Linked DNA regions of Rattus norvegicus: region 1 is linked to region 2. A link is a contact called in public Hi-C data. All regions are on one chromosome and are shown on one strand. Each heading gives the region's core, a stretch centred on a gene start, on an enhancer-like site or on the middle of the called end of the contact. The rest is flanking DNA. Distances are from core to core; before and after follow the strand shown.

What was found. A called contact is a pair of places that touch in the nucleus more often than the background predicts.
Region 1: a contact with region 2 is called in a Hi-C map of liver, with 10 times the contacts expected there. The contact joins two enhancer-like sites. A contact is called at or near these places in 12 of 12 Hi-C or Micro-C datasets (the A7r5 cell line, the Rat2 cell line, Schwann cells and 7 more) and 1 of 1 datasets of contacts at active chromatin or transcription factors (oligodendrocytes).

The regions. Positions count from the first base shown.
Region 1 is chr20:33,656,340-33,663,368 of GRCr8, reverse strand. No RefSeq gene overlaps it. Among named protein-coding and RNA genes, the nearest start is that of Fam184a, 61 kb to the right of the region's middle. Within about 2 kb of position 5,043, at least 7 of the 93 cell types and tissues checked have an H3K27ac peak or open chromatin away from gene starts, as enhancers often do.
Region 2 is chr20:33,481,947-33,489,537 of GRCr8, reverse strand. Fam184a (family with sequence similarity 184, member A) reads left to right here. Exons shown (of 18, transcript NM_001427095.1): 15 at 4,399-4,516; 16 at 7,151-7,255. Among named protein-coding and RNA genes, the nearest start is that of Mcm9, 13 kb to the right of the region's middle. Within about 2 kb of position 3,782, at least 1 of the 93 cell types and tissues checked has an H3K27ac peak or open chromatin away from gene starts, as enhancers often do.

The DNA.
Region 1 (7,029 bases), core at 3,794-6,293, 170 kb before region 2:
ACTGCAGGGAGACAAAAAACCCTATTAAAAATGGGGTTCAGAGCTAAACAAAGAATTCACAGCTGAGGAATGCCGAATGGCTGAGAAACACCTAAAGAAATGTTCAACATCTTTAGTCATAAGGGAGATGCAAATCAAAACAACCCTGAGATTTCACCTCACACCAGTGAGAATGGCTAAGTTCAAAAACTCGGGTGACAGCAAATGCTGGCGAGGATGTGGAGAAAGAGGAACACTCCTCCATTGTTGGTGGGATTGCAGACTGGTACAACCATTCTGGAAATCAGTCTGGAGGTTCCTCAGAAAACTGGACATTGAACTACCTGAGGATCCAGCATATACCCAAAAGATGCCCCAACATATAAAAAAGACACATGCTCCACTATGTTCATCGCAGCCTTATTTATAATAGCCAGAAGCTGGAAAGAACCCAGATGCCCTTCAACAGAGGAATGGATACAGAAAATGTGGTACATCTACACAATGGAATATTACTCAGCTATCAAAAACAATGCCTTTATGAAATTCATAGACAAATGGTTGGAACTGGAAAATATCATCCTGAGTGAGGTAACCCAATCACAGAAAAACACACATGGTATGCACTCATTGATAAGTGGCTATTAGCCCAAATGCTTGAATTACCCTAGATGCCTAGAACACATGAAACTCAAGACGGATGATCAAAATGTGAATGCTTCACTCCTTCTTTAAAAGGGGAACAAGAATACCCTTGGCAGGGAATAGAGAGGCAAAGATTAAAACAGAGACTGAAGGAACTCCCATTCAGAGCCTGCCCCACATGTGGCCCATACATATACAGCCATCCAATTAGACAAGATGGATGAAGCAAAGAAGTGCAGACCGACAGGAGCCGGATGTAGATCGCTCCTGAGAGACACAGCCAGAATACAGCAAATACAGAGGCGAATGCCAGCAGCAAACCACTGAACTGAGAATAGGACCCCCATTGAAGGAATCAGAGAAAGAACTGGGAGAGCTTGAAGGGGCTCGAGACCCCATATGTACAACAATGCCAAGCAACTAGAGCTTCCAGGGACTAAGCCACTACCTAAAGACTATACATGGACTGACCCTGGACTCTGACCTCATAGGTAGCAATGAACATCTTAGTAAGAGCACCAGTGGAAGGGGAAGCCCTGGGTCCTGCTAAGACTGAACCCCCAGTGAACTAGATTGTTGGGGGGAGGGCGGCAATGGGGGGAGGGTTGGGAGGGGAACACCCATAAAGAAGGGGAGGGGGAGGGGTTAGGGGGATGTTTGCCCAGAAACCGGGAAAGGGAATAACACTCGAAATGTAAATAAGAAATACTCAAGTTAATAAAAAAAAAAAAGTAAAGGGAGCTTCATATTTTGGGGAAAATCTAAATGCTAATAATAATAATATCAAAATAAAATGTTTTTATAATATTTAAGGATTTAAATTTGAAAAACAAAAAAAATAAATATATGTTTACATAAAAAAAGAAAATGTGGTTCATTTACACAGTGGAATACTATTCAGCTATTAAAAATTAGGACGCCATGGATTTTGTAGGCAAATGAATGAAACAAGAAAATAGCATTCTGAGTGAGGTCCAAAGGACATGCATGGTATGAACTCACTGATAAGTGGATATTAGCCAAAAAGTGCAGAATACCCAGAATACAACGCACAAACCATAAGCGGTTAGCAAACAGGACGGCCCAAGTGAAGATGCTTCAACCCCACTTAGAAGGAGTGACAAAATTGTCATAGGAGGCAGAGGGAGGGAGGGATGTGGGGGGGGGGGATAGGGGAGGAAAGGGGAGAACAGGATAGGGTATGGCAGGAAACAGGAGAAAAGCCCTAAGGAAGCCCAGAGGACCAGGAGAATGAATGGAAATAAGCAACCTCTGGGGGTGGGAGTTGGGGGTACCCTGGGAGTTTAGAGACTCTAAGGACTCATTACTGGTGACCGTAGCCAAAACGTCCAACATTGGGGAGAGAGAATCTGAAGAGTCCACCTCCAGAAGACAGGCAGAGCCAGGGTGACTAACCCACAATCAGAATTTCTGACCAAAATTGTTCCTGTCTAAAAGAACTGCAGGGACGAAAAAAATGGAAAAGAAAAGGGAAAGGCTGTCCAATGACTGGCCCAACTTGGGATCCCTCTCATGTAGGGGCACCAAGGCCTGACACTATTATTAATGTTAATGTGTGCTTGCAGACAGCAGCTGTCCTCTGAGAGCCCCTACCAGCAGCTGACTAAGATAGTGCAGATACACCCAACCATTGGACTGGAGTCAACCCCATAGGAAGACCAACAGTGTCAACTAACCTGGACCCCTGGGAGCTCTCAGAGGCTGAGTCACCAACAAGGTACCATAGACAGGCTGGTCCGAAGCCTCTGACAGATATGTAGCAGTTGACTGCCTGGTCTGGCCTCAGTGGGAGAAGATGTACTTAATCAGTATGTGCAGGGTGGGCATGGTGGGGAGCACACTCTTGAAGCCAAGGGGAAGGGGGAATGGGATAAGGAACTGTGGGAGGGGGAACTGGGGAACAATGACTGGAATGTAAATAAAATAATTTTTAAAAATAAACAAATAAATGCTAACTATTTACAAAAAAAAGCACTTTTGGGGAAAGCACATATCTGAGCATGCTCAGTTAGAAACTATGTTCTTAAGCACATTCAGTTTAAGGCCATATTTCAGGAAAGAAGTCAGTTGCATTCTAAGACATGCTGAATCCAAGTCTATAGATCACGTGTCTGGTCCAACTTTATATATATCACAAACATGAACTCATGGATAGGTCCAGATCCCATCGTAGTGAAGACTAACTGTGGTGCTTTGAGCACCTCTAGGCCTGTTTAGCTTTCTCTAAGAATTTTTAGCTGCGTAAAGGAAAAGATGCATTAGCTGAAGGAGCCTGCCCTCAAAAATACCTGCATAGTTTAGGAGCTCTCAGATCCTGTCCTTCTAGCTTCGGGCAGGAGGCAGAAGTCACTAGCACTCCACGTCGCCCCAACCTCTGTTCACACAGCAATCCATTCCTGCACCTCTTAGAAAGAGTAGCTGATATCATATAGCTTTTGGTTATCTTTGGTGTTTGTTTAAACAAATAAACAAGTTCATAATTTTCTACACTGCTGCAAGTTTTATACACAGGGACCGCCCAATGTTTCTTAAACTAGAGAGAGGGAAAGAGAGAGTTTATTATCAAATAAACTTCTGCATAAGTCAGTATCTCCATTTTTTTCCCTGCCTTTTACAGGAATTGAATGTGTTAAGCTCTCCCTCGTGACAATCCTGTAGCCTCTTTTCTTCATGTAATTCCAGTTCTTGTCTCTGGGCCAGTTTGCCAGATGTGTCTGACAGGATGGAAACATCTGTGGTCCACGGCAGCTGGATTGAGGGCATTTATTTTTGTTCTGTGCCTGTATAGAATACCACAGAACTCACTGGATCTCCTGTAAAAATTCTTGTTTCAGAACCAACGCCCTGTTTTCTGACTTCGGGGCTCCCTGAATTTCGACTTGTAGAGCTGGAAGTCTTCCTCAAAAGATAGTTTTGGATTCTTCCTCTGAGTAAATCACATGGATTCTAAATAATAATCGGGGTTGTTCAATTGGAAAAACACATGACTCATATTCTAAAGCCTGACAGTCTCCAGGTGTCCGTGGTTACGCTCGCTGAACCTCTGTGAGCGTCTGTTCTTACGTCCTGCTTTACAGAGTTAAAATGTTCAGTTGCTTTGGTCCTTCTTGGCCTTCCCATTTACCTGGCAGAGTGGGTTTTTACCAAAACAAAATCTCCACTAAGGTTCATCCAGGCTTCATCCCCGGCGCCGTGGGTCTTATGGACTAGAATGCGGACCTAAAAATCTATGGGTTTTGTCTTTTTTTAAAAACAACACCTTTTATGTTTAAATTATTTCTATAAACACAAAAATTCTCTTAAAATAGTTAACCTTTAATGAGAATAAGTTATAAAACAAAAAGTATTCTCCCAGTGTTTCTGGAGGTCAGTCCACTTTGAGAACCCTTGGGAACTTCTCTGTTACTGACAACAAATTAATCTTGTTGGCTGCAATGTCTAGTTCCTCTGGTTCCCTCTAGTGGAGAAGAATAAAATACACTAAAATACACTCGAAACCATTAAGTGTGAAATTGGATTAAAGCACAAAGACACAGTACGCATTCCAAAACCAGCAATGCGCCTTCCAGATAAATCACTCCGGACCCAGAATTTGTGGGAACGTCTTTCCCTATCTGCTTTCTAGGTAGACGCTACGAATGAAAGCCGTGCGCAGAACTGGCCCCGATGTCCTCAGTAGATCGCTATCTGCCCAGCCTGAGTCGCATCAGTAATTGTACTTTCCAAGCAGGGAGCAAACGAGGTCTTAGAACACGTTCATTTTATGTTGAATCCATATCGTCGGCTGTACTCGGCTCATCTTCTACAGAGAGGAGAAATTGAAAGGAAATTGAATCGGGTTGAATATATCCTGTGTTCAGGTCAAAAGCTGTAAAAATTCTAGAGATAGCATGGTAGAGGGCCGGGTGTACGGGAATGGCTGTCTGCTTTCTTGCCTGATTTAACTCCAGGCCTGGAATAGCTCAGCTATCTTCTGTGTGAGAGCTTTGGTCAAAATCCCCATTAAACTCGGAGATCAGTGCCAACCCTTCTGTTACAGAGGCTAGCAGTTTGGGACTGCCCGAGGAGAAAGCAGCATTAGCTGAGGACCTCTGAATGTTTTCCATGGGCTGTGGAAGGTCAGCCTCAGAATCAGCCATTGGATTTCTAGCTTAAACCCTTCATGAGCAGAGAGGGAAACAAGACACTGGAAAAACAGATGTGTTTTGTTTGAGAAGTTTATTCCCAGTGGACGACGATTCCATCCCAAAGGAGCAAGCATTCTAGTGTGATCTTTTTGACAGACCTTGAGAATGGACAGGCAGCAAATAGCACAACGGGGCAGCTGCATATTCAAGATACAGCCACAGTCGGCACTGCACTACGTGTAACGGGAGACGTGCGCATTGCTGTTGGGACACGCCTTGAGTCCAGCCTCGACATCTCGTTTAAATCTGCCTTCTCTCCATGACCACAGGGGACACTCTGTCCCTGGGAAATAGTTTCTTGGACTGTGAAAGAAGTACGCTATTAACGATGTTTCTCAAACTATAGCAAGGGTAACAGTTTTCCTGTCGATTTCTTCAAGCCACTCAACCTTCAAACTTTTCAGGATAGCTCGCTCTTCGATAAATATAAGGAAATAAACACAAAGGAAAGGGTAATGTTTATGTGTTAATAATAGTAAATAATAAAACATTAATATTGCATGTAAACTGTTCTTGCTTTAAAAACAGTAACTATTAACATACCCGTGTTGGTGACTGATTAACAAACCTGGCCCAACATAGACTGCAGCCGTTAGAAAACATTTCTGAAGACATAGCATAAGCTATTCCTACAGATGCAGCTGCTTGGTATGAATTAAAATGTCTGAATGTCTTGATCCAAGAACATTTATAAAAGTAGTGTATGGGCTCAGAAAGTAACAGTTGGTAGAGCGTTCTCATGGCATTCATGAAGCCATAAGCTTGATCCCCAGCACTTCCTAACTAAGGACGGTGCACTCCCCTGCAGTCCTAGCCAGGAGATGCAGCCGGGAAGATCAGAAGCTCAAGGTCACCTTCAACTACATGGCAAGTTCAAGGCCAGACTTGGACTCAGAAGACCCTGTAATGTAAAATATTAAATGTAAAAAGAATGATTTGTAGACCTTTTTTTCAAAGCATAGGAAAATTGGCTTAATTATAGTAAATGGTTTAAGTTTTCTGTAACTAAGAGTTCTAAAGAGACGTGTATCCCTGGAACTTGATGTAGAATTAGTTGAATTCTACATAATTTAGTAGAATTTAGCAGAACTGGTGCCTTTTCCTAGGGCCACAAGCTTCTCATTTTCATCAGATTCACAACCTCAAGAAAGCCAAATCCAATTGTTATGCTATGAAGATTCTGTAGCTGTAACCATTTGGAACATACAAATCAATAATGGTTACCCAAAGTACATTTAAGACATGAAATAAAACATTAGGAGTATAGTTCTCTTGAGCTCTTAGTTGGACAATTAGCTTGTTCATTACTTAACATCTCGTCAAGTATTATTAGACTTACCAGATGAGGAAAAAGATGTCTGCTATGAGCATAACTTCTTTCTTCCAGCTGTCGTCATTTAGATGACCCTAGTAAGCAGTGAATTCAGCATGGCTCAGTTCACTTCCACATAAAGCCATCGCCATCTTAATAGAGGATGAGAAGCCTTTTATACCCTCAGGTAAAACTTTACAAATAAATGTAGATTTTTTTAAAATTATAATTATAAATGACAAAAAGTGAAAGCCAACAGGCTAGTTACAATCATTGACTATATAAGTAATATATATAGTCAATATATATATATATTACTTATATAGTCAATGATTGCCCATTAAAAGATCAAACCCATCATTTCCAAGGCCAGTGCCATGACTGGAAAGAAGAGATTGCATGAGCAGTCTTGGATGGTGCCTATGTAGTGGAATGTATAGATGAATTTTGACGCTGCTATACATCAGATCTTGGCAACCCTCAGGTCTCTGTGTTGAAGGCCTGGTCCCTAGTGTGGCACTATGGGGAGATGCTGCAGTCTTTAGGGGGTTAGGGTATAGAGGAGGCCTTTGGGAGGTTGGAAGCGTAACCCTAAAAGGCACTGTGTGGCTGTCTCCCTTCGCCTCTCCTTTTTGATATCTTAACCAAAAGATGAGAAGATTTTCGTTCTGTCTTGTGCTCCCTGAATGTATTGCCACGTGTCCAGAGGAATGGAGCCAACCTATTTCAGACATGATCTCCAAACAGTGATCAATTTTTCACACTCTACAATAATTTTCTCAAGGATCTCCGCATTAACAGAACGCTAACGCAGACTGAGAGGTACTTTGTAAATGTTGGTTTCTAGACATTTAGCTAAACCTAGTTAAAGCTGTGACGGTGACC
Region 2 (7,591 bases), core at 2,533-5,032:
TCTTCAGTGTCTTGAAGTTCTTGTTGTACAGATCTTTTACTTGCTTGGTTAAAGTCACACCGAGGTACTTTATATTATTTGGGTCTATTATGAAGGGTGTCGTTTCCCTAATTTCTTTCTCGGCTTGTTTCTCTTTTGTGTAGAGGAAGGCTACTGATTTATTTGAGTTAATTTTATACCCAGCCACTTTGCTGAAGTTGTTTATCAGCTTTAGTAGTTCTCTGGTGGAACTTTTGTGATCACTTGAATAAACTATCATATCATCTGCAAATAGTGATATTTTGACTTCTTCTTTTCCGATCTGTATCCCCTTGACCTCCTTTTGTTGTCTGATTGCTCTGGCTAGAACTTCAAGAACTATATTGAATAAGTAGGGAGAGAGTGGGCAGCCTTGTCTAGTCCCTGATTTTAGTGGGATTGCTTCAAGTTTCTCTCCATTTAGTTTAATGTTAGCAACTGGTTTGCTGTATATGGCTTTTACTATGTTTAGGTATGGGCCTTGAATTCCTATTCTTTCCAGGACTTTTATCATGAAGGGGTCTACATACTTATTTTGACGGGTATTGCCCCACAGGCTTTTACACAATAACAAAATCGTTGTATATTGGCTCCTCCAACTCTGGTAGCTATGAGCAGTTATGGGTCTGCTTGAAGTGTAGGCAGTGTGACTGAGAACTTAAGCTCTCATTCACCTCAGTTAATGGAAATTAGTAAGAACAGCCTGGAGCTGCCCCACTGTGGTATCAGTTACCCACACCTCAGCTTGCTGTTTCAGATTCAGAAAGCCCCAGTGAATTACTAGAGAGCCAAGAAAGGACTGTAGAGGTCCATGAGTCAGCTTGTGGACCAGAGCCTTGTGCTGAGGAAACCCTGGAGTAGCCGGAAGCTTCTCTTCTCCCTTCTGCTCCAACTCCTGTTGAACTCCTGGGGAGAATGGGGAACAGGTTTAAAGCCATGTAGAAATAGTGCCAGAGCCTTGGTGTCTTTGAAATGACTCTTAGAAATTGTACTCGCTAGTGCTGATATTCAGATCCTCCTAGTGCTTCGTGGAAATTTGATTGTCTTACTATTGTCTTCTTTTGCCCAAAAGAACCTTACATTAGCCAGGTCTAGTGGTGCATGCCTTTGATCCCAGAGCTGGGGAGGCAGAGGCAGGTGGATCTCTATGAATTCGAGGCCAGCCTGGTCTACAAGATAAGTTTCAGGCCAGCTATGGATGTTACACAGAGAAACCCAGTCTCAAAACACCACCAACACAAACAAAAACAAACAAAAACCTTGCATCTAATTTTTAAATGTCTTGAATTTCATTTGTTTTAAAAACAAGCAAGGCCTAGAACATGTCAGTGTTAAGTGCTTCCGTGGCAAGCACACGACACTGGTCTGACTGCTAAGACCCCGAAAGGGGGGAAAAACCCGACATGATAATCAATGAGAGAACAGGCTACTCAAGTTTGCCTAACTGACATTTTCTATAGGTAAAGAAAATTTAAGTGAAATAAAAACTGTCCCAGTAGCTTGGGGTCCAGAGATATTTATTGTATAAGAAGCAATTAGTGTTTTTTGTGGGTTTGTTATTTGTTGTTTTTGAAACAGGGCCTCCAGTGGTCCATGATGCCTTGAATCCTTGCTTTCCCCACCCGTCCCTACATCCCAAGTGTTGAGATTACAGATGTGCATTACTCCGCCTGCCCAGAGAGGTTTTTTTTTTTTTTTTAATTTCTTAGGTTTACTTTAAACTAGTACCTCAGGAACAAAAAATCATTTGTTTATGAGAGAAATGTCAGTTCTGCACATGGACATTAGGTAGACCAGCAATTCCTAACTAAACAGATGTACTCTGCCATGCTAGAATTGCTGTTTTGAATTCTTAACCTCTAAAACTCCGATGATTTAGTAGTTGTTTGTTCTTTTGGTTTTTTGTTTGTGTTTTGTTTTCTTTTGTTTAACTTACCATTCAGGCTATTTTCAGAAGCATTGAGGACATCTAGAAGTAGTAGTGGTCTTGTTAACACAAATCAAAGTCTGCTTGAAAGTTATAGGAGAAGTCCAACAGTAAAATGTTTCAGTTCTCTATTTTACTTCTATGTAACAGAATTCATAAAATGTCATTTCCGGGCCACGTGTGTCCTGGTGATGCTGCTGTTCAGGTCTGCAGTCTCTAGTCATTGACTGTCTTGTCAGATGGGTCTCATAAGGCATCATGAGGTAGGCGATAACGTAGGAAATCTCTCTGCATAGTTTAATATAGGACTGCGTTGTTTAGGAGCTGTGGACAATTGACCTCTGCACACTACACACACACACACACACACACACACACACACACACACACACATATAACACACACACACATAACACACACACAACACACACACATAACACACACACAACACACACACACAACACACACACATAACACACACACATAACACACACACAACACACACACAACACACACACACATAACACACACACAACACACACACATAACACACACACATAACACACACACAACACACACACAACACAACACACACACACAACACACACACACAACACACACACATAACACACACACACAACACAACACACACACACAACACACACACATAACACACACACAACACAACACACACAACACAACACACACACACACACACACACACACACACACACGGGGTAGGGGGGAAGAGTGCTTGGCGAGAGTCCAACAGTAACCCCGATTGGCACTTCCAGATGTTCTGCTTCTCCTTTCTGTTCAACCTCTGTATTGTTTTAATGATAATCTGAAAAGTCAGTGGAAATAAAACCGGATTCCTGCTATCATATTAATGCTCACAGACCTGACTATTATGAATTCGGGTCAAAAGCATATTTCATAAAGGTCATTTGAGAAATATAGAACCAGCCTGGGGGGAGTGATGTACACCTTTATAATCCCAGCATTTAGGAGGCAGATGTAGGACTCCTGAACTCGGTTGAGTTTGAGGCCAGCCTGGTCTACAGAACTATTTCTAGGACAGCCAAGGCTATACAAAGAAACCCTGTCTTGCACACATACACACACACACACACACACACACATACACACACACCTGAGCACTCCTCCCCTCAGTCTCTTAGTCTTTGCCCTAAGCCTTTTAGAAGCACAGCTGGTGCTGGTGTAGTGAGCGGCCCAGACAGCTGTGGAAAACCATTGACTAAAGTTGTCTTGAAGTGGATGTGGGAATGGCACCAAGTCCTTCCTACTAGAAGTCTGAATGAGATCCCTGGATATTTCTAAGTTCCACCTGGTTCATAACGGCCTCTTGTCTCTCCTTTAATGCTTTCCTATCTGTACTTAGATCGCTTCTTGTCAACACTGGGTCTTTATTATTATCTAGTTTTTATTAACATTGTTGCTGATGGAAAGGTTTTGTGGTGAGAATTAGCTTCTGATGAAGGAGGTAAAAAATGTTTCAGCCAGCTCAGTGCAGCAGTGAACCCTTTGATCCCGGTACTTGGAAGGCAGAGGCAGTAAAGCTCTGAGGGAAGACCAGCGAGCAGGAGAGAGCTTTCCAGTACAACAAAAGGAGATTCCCAAACTAGAGATGATTACTTTAGGTTCAGTTTACTCTGTTTGATTGACTTGTTCATTGTCCTGCAATGAAAACAAATAAGGCTTTCCATCCCGGGTGGGTTTGGCTACAAGTTCTGTCAGCTGTTCTTACAGTCAGTCCTAAGTAGTAGCTCCCGGTCCATGTGTCTTCTAACCACAAAGGCAGCTCTCTAGTGACATCTTGTGGCTACCTCAGCACATTGCCCTTAAACTTTTTTTGTTTCTTTCTCCCTTAGTATATTCTTCCCAGTGTGTGCATAACTACACTGCACTGTATATAAATACCACTGGATAAGTTGGCCTACAGGAAAACGTGATTATTTTCTTCCCTGATGAGCCTTGAACAATGTGTCCTTATGGATTGAGAATGTAGGATTTAAAAGTGTGTTCCCTACAAACTAAGATGAGGGGTGTCCTTCATGTGTGTCTTCTGCTCCCCCTTCCTTGGTATCTTTCTCTTGTTCCTTATATATGTTATGTGGGTCACCACACAGCTCTGTGTTTCCGGGAATCACCCCAATAGTACCCGACCTGAGTTTGTGGAGTTTGTGTCATCTGGCTTCTCAGCTCCTTAGAAGCTCACCTCCCCTCCTTCACACACGACCTAACGTAGATAAGTCCTCCCAGACATGACCCATGGAGCACTTAATGGCTCTCCAGGCAATCCCATGATCATACTCGCAAGTCTGATGGTAAATCTGTGCGTGTTTAACTGGACTGATTGAAGGATGTAGGTATTTCTTACAGCAGGATGTTGTCTGGGTTGTATTGGTGAGATAAAGTTTTCTTGTTTGTAGACTAGAAGATATGGAGGAGAAGTATCTAATGAGAGAATCGAGGCCAGAAGACCTACAGATGATTGCAGAGCTAAAATCCCTGCTTACAGAACGAGACCAGGTCATAAAGAAACTCATTGTAAGATATTCTGTTTTCAGTTCAACCGTATTAGCAATCAATAGACAATGGGAAAGTATTTTTGAATAATGCTAAATGAAAATGGAAAGTAAAATCTGTGTTTTGTGGTTGTGTTTATTAAACTATAATTTCAAATTTAAATTTCGCATTAGAATAAGGGAATTTTACCGTTTTCAGTGTTTTTATTGAAATAATTAGTTTTAACTCATATTAAATTTTTAAAGCCAAGTCTTCACCACTTAATAGTCAACATCCTTTTGGTGCATACAAGGATGTGGGATTGTACGTACAGTATGAGAACTAAGAACAATCTGTTAACGTGGCCATGCATTAGACTGCACTGTCAACTTACAGATTAGTTCCCCCTTTCTGCTTGTTGGTTGCTTTTTTGTTTGTTTTCTGTTTTGTTTTGCTTTTTGAGATAGTTATGCCATGGAGCCCTTAAAACTCACAGCAACTCTCCTGCCCCAGTCTCTGAAGGGCTAGGATTACAGGCAGGTGTCACCATACTTGGCTCAAATGAATCATGTTAATCACCGACCACTGATCCTGAGAGATACTGAGCCATCCGAGTGCCAGGGAGGCTGGGGTGGCTTGACTTTGAGGCCAGCCTGAGCATCATGTCAAATTCCAGAGCATCTTGCGATACATAGCAAGAACCTGTGTCAAGGTCGAAAGCAAACAAGCAGAGAGCAGGGTTTTGTGGTCTCGCCTAGGAAGAGCTGTGCTCTATCAAGGGAGTCAGGGGGCTCAGCTCAGAAGTCCACTGGTGAAAAGAGACAGCAAACACTCTGTCTTCATTAGAACCATTGTTACTTGAGAATAAAAAACTATACAAATGTTTGAAAATTTATAAAAATGTCTCAGAATTTTCTAAAATGCTGTACCCTGGTCAGTAACTCGGGTGCTGCTGTTCACTGTCACTAATTAGTGAAAGTCTCTGGTAGTGAAAGGGAAAACATCTACATGTCCCTCAATTGCTTTAATTACAATCTTTGGATATTAGCATGTAACAGTATAAGACAAATATTCCGACATCCTCTAAAACTTATTTTTACGATTTAGAAAATCCCATCTGTTTTCAAGACTGGGAAGTTCTTTTTGAAACTTAGGAAGTTCCTTTTGAAACCTCCAGGGTGGCTTGGGCTTCTTAGAGGGAGCACAGGAGGAGGCTGTACCATTTCCTGTGGCTTGCAGTCTGCTAAGCTCCCCGTTTTCCAAGGCTGGGACATAGGAGCACAGCCCTACCCAACAGCAGCAGACTCATGGAAGACTGCAGTTTCATTTATAAACTGGGCAAGCATAGCAAGTGTATTCACGTGTGGCCGACAATAGCTATTTATTCTTCCCGGTACTACCGGGAATGTTACAGATACAATTGCATTTATCCTCGTCAGCGGGCAGATCCAATATTGTAGCCAGGGGCAGTTCCACACTCTTTCTACAACAGCGTGGTTCCCTGACCCTCAAGAGGCATGCGGGGCAAGACCTGTAACTTAAATGAGAGGCGGTGGGAGTGAAGAGAGTTAGGGTCCTCTCTCCTAAGTTACACTAGAATCAAGGCCAGTCTGAGCACAGCCATCAGACTCACCCACACTGCTTTATCTGCTGTGGCCTTCCCAGTCTGTCTGTTAAATTAATTAACACATCTTACTTATTTCTCAAAAAAGAAAAGTTTTATCTCTGTAAGGATCATTTGCTATCACTATCTCAAAGAAAACACCAGAAGAGATCAAATCCATTTTCAGGAACTGGAGGAGAATAATACACAGTAGTGTCATATTTATACATGGAAAGCAGCCAAACATGTAGGTTACAAAAACTCTCAGGTCAGCGTCTGGCTCGGGCAGTCCTAACACAGTGCGCTTGGTTACCCACTGCCAACAAGCCAATTAAACAAGTAATATCGAAAAGTAGACAAAGGAAATGTGTCACATGAGTCCACAGTGAGAAGAAGTAGAAATGAGTCCCCTGACCCTCTCCCTTGAAGCCCGGTGCCCATCTTTGGGGTCCTGAGATGAGGTGGATGTTTAAATGCCAGACAAGAGATAGGCATAACTCAGTGTAATAGTCCTGGCCAAGATGTGGTCTTGCCCATCCTCATTGTCTTGGCTCTAGCCTCTCCTTCAAGGCAATGTGACAACCTGTCAGGACTGTCTGGCACCTCTGCTTTTCCCTTCTCTGAGCCATGACATGTGGGGAAATTCCAATTGGTTGGGAACCGTTGTTAGTTACAATATTCTGGTAGTCAGTAAAAGAGGCATGTGTCTCTTCAGTATTGCCTTCATTCCTGTCAGTACAGGTGCGTGTACACAGCACCTCGAGCACAAGTTAGACCCACTCAGATGCTACAGTAGGCACCACAAAGAGACAAGACATTAGTAGATCCTATAGACGGGAATGAAAGGGTAATAAAGGGTATGGTTCGGTGCCTAAGCCCAGGGTTTAAAAGGTACTAAAGCGTGACCTACTAGCTACATTTGAAACACTGGGACTCAAGCCTAGAGATGTTTAAACAAACTATATAAACCTTTATACTTCATTAGATTTTTAATGAAATGGCACTCACACATTTTAAGTTTGTAAATCTGTAATAGAAGATGTTGAAAGGATGTTTATAATTCTTTTGCATAGGAGGATAATAAATTTTACCAGCTGGAATTAGTCAATCGAGAAACTAACTTCAACAAAATATTTAACACAAGTCCTACTGTTGGTGTTATTAACCCATTGGCTAAGGTATGTGCTGTAGACAGTGTGACGTAGGGCTGTACTTAAAACCCGGAGGGAAATGGGCTCACGTGGGACAAAGCAGCATAAGGTTAAAGCTGCCCAAAATGTCTTCTGAAATATAATAACCTCCTGCTCAAGTTTATTACTTCTTCCTTTGTTCAATTCAGAATGAGCTACTCATTTATTGATAATTTAGATCCTTAAAATATTGTATTTGTATTGAAACACTTTGGCTCTACCGTTATGTTTTTCATATTCCTAAAGGAAAGGAAAGCCCTGATGCAAATTAAGTTACTGTCACTTCCTTGTTGAGCACAGTCCTCTGTGCAGTTCAGAAAGACT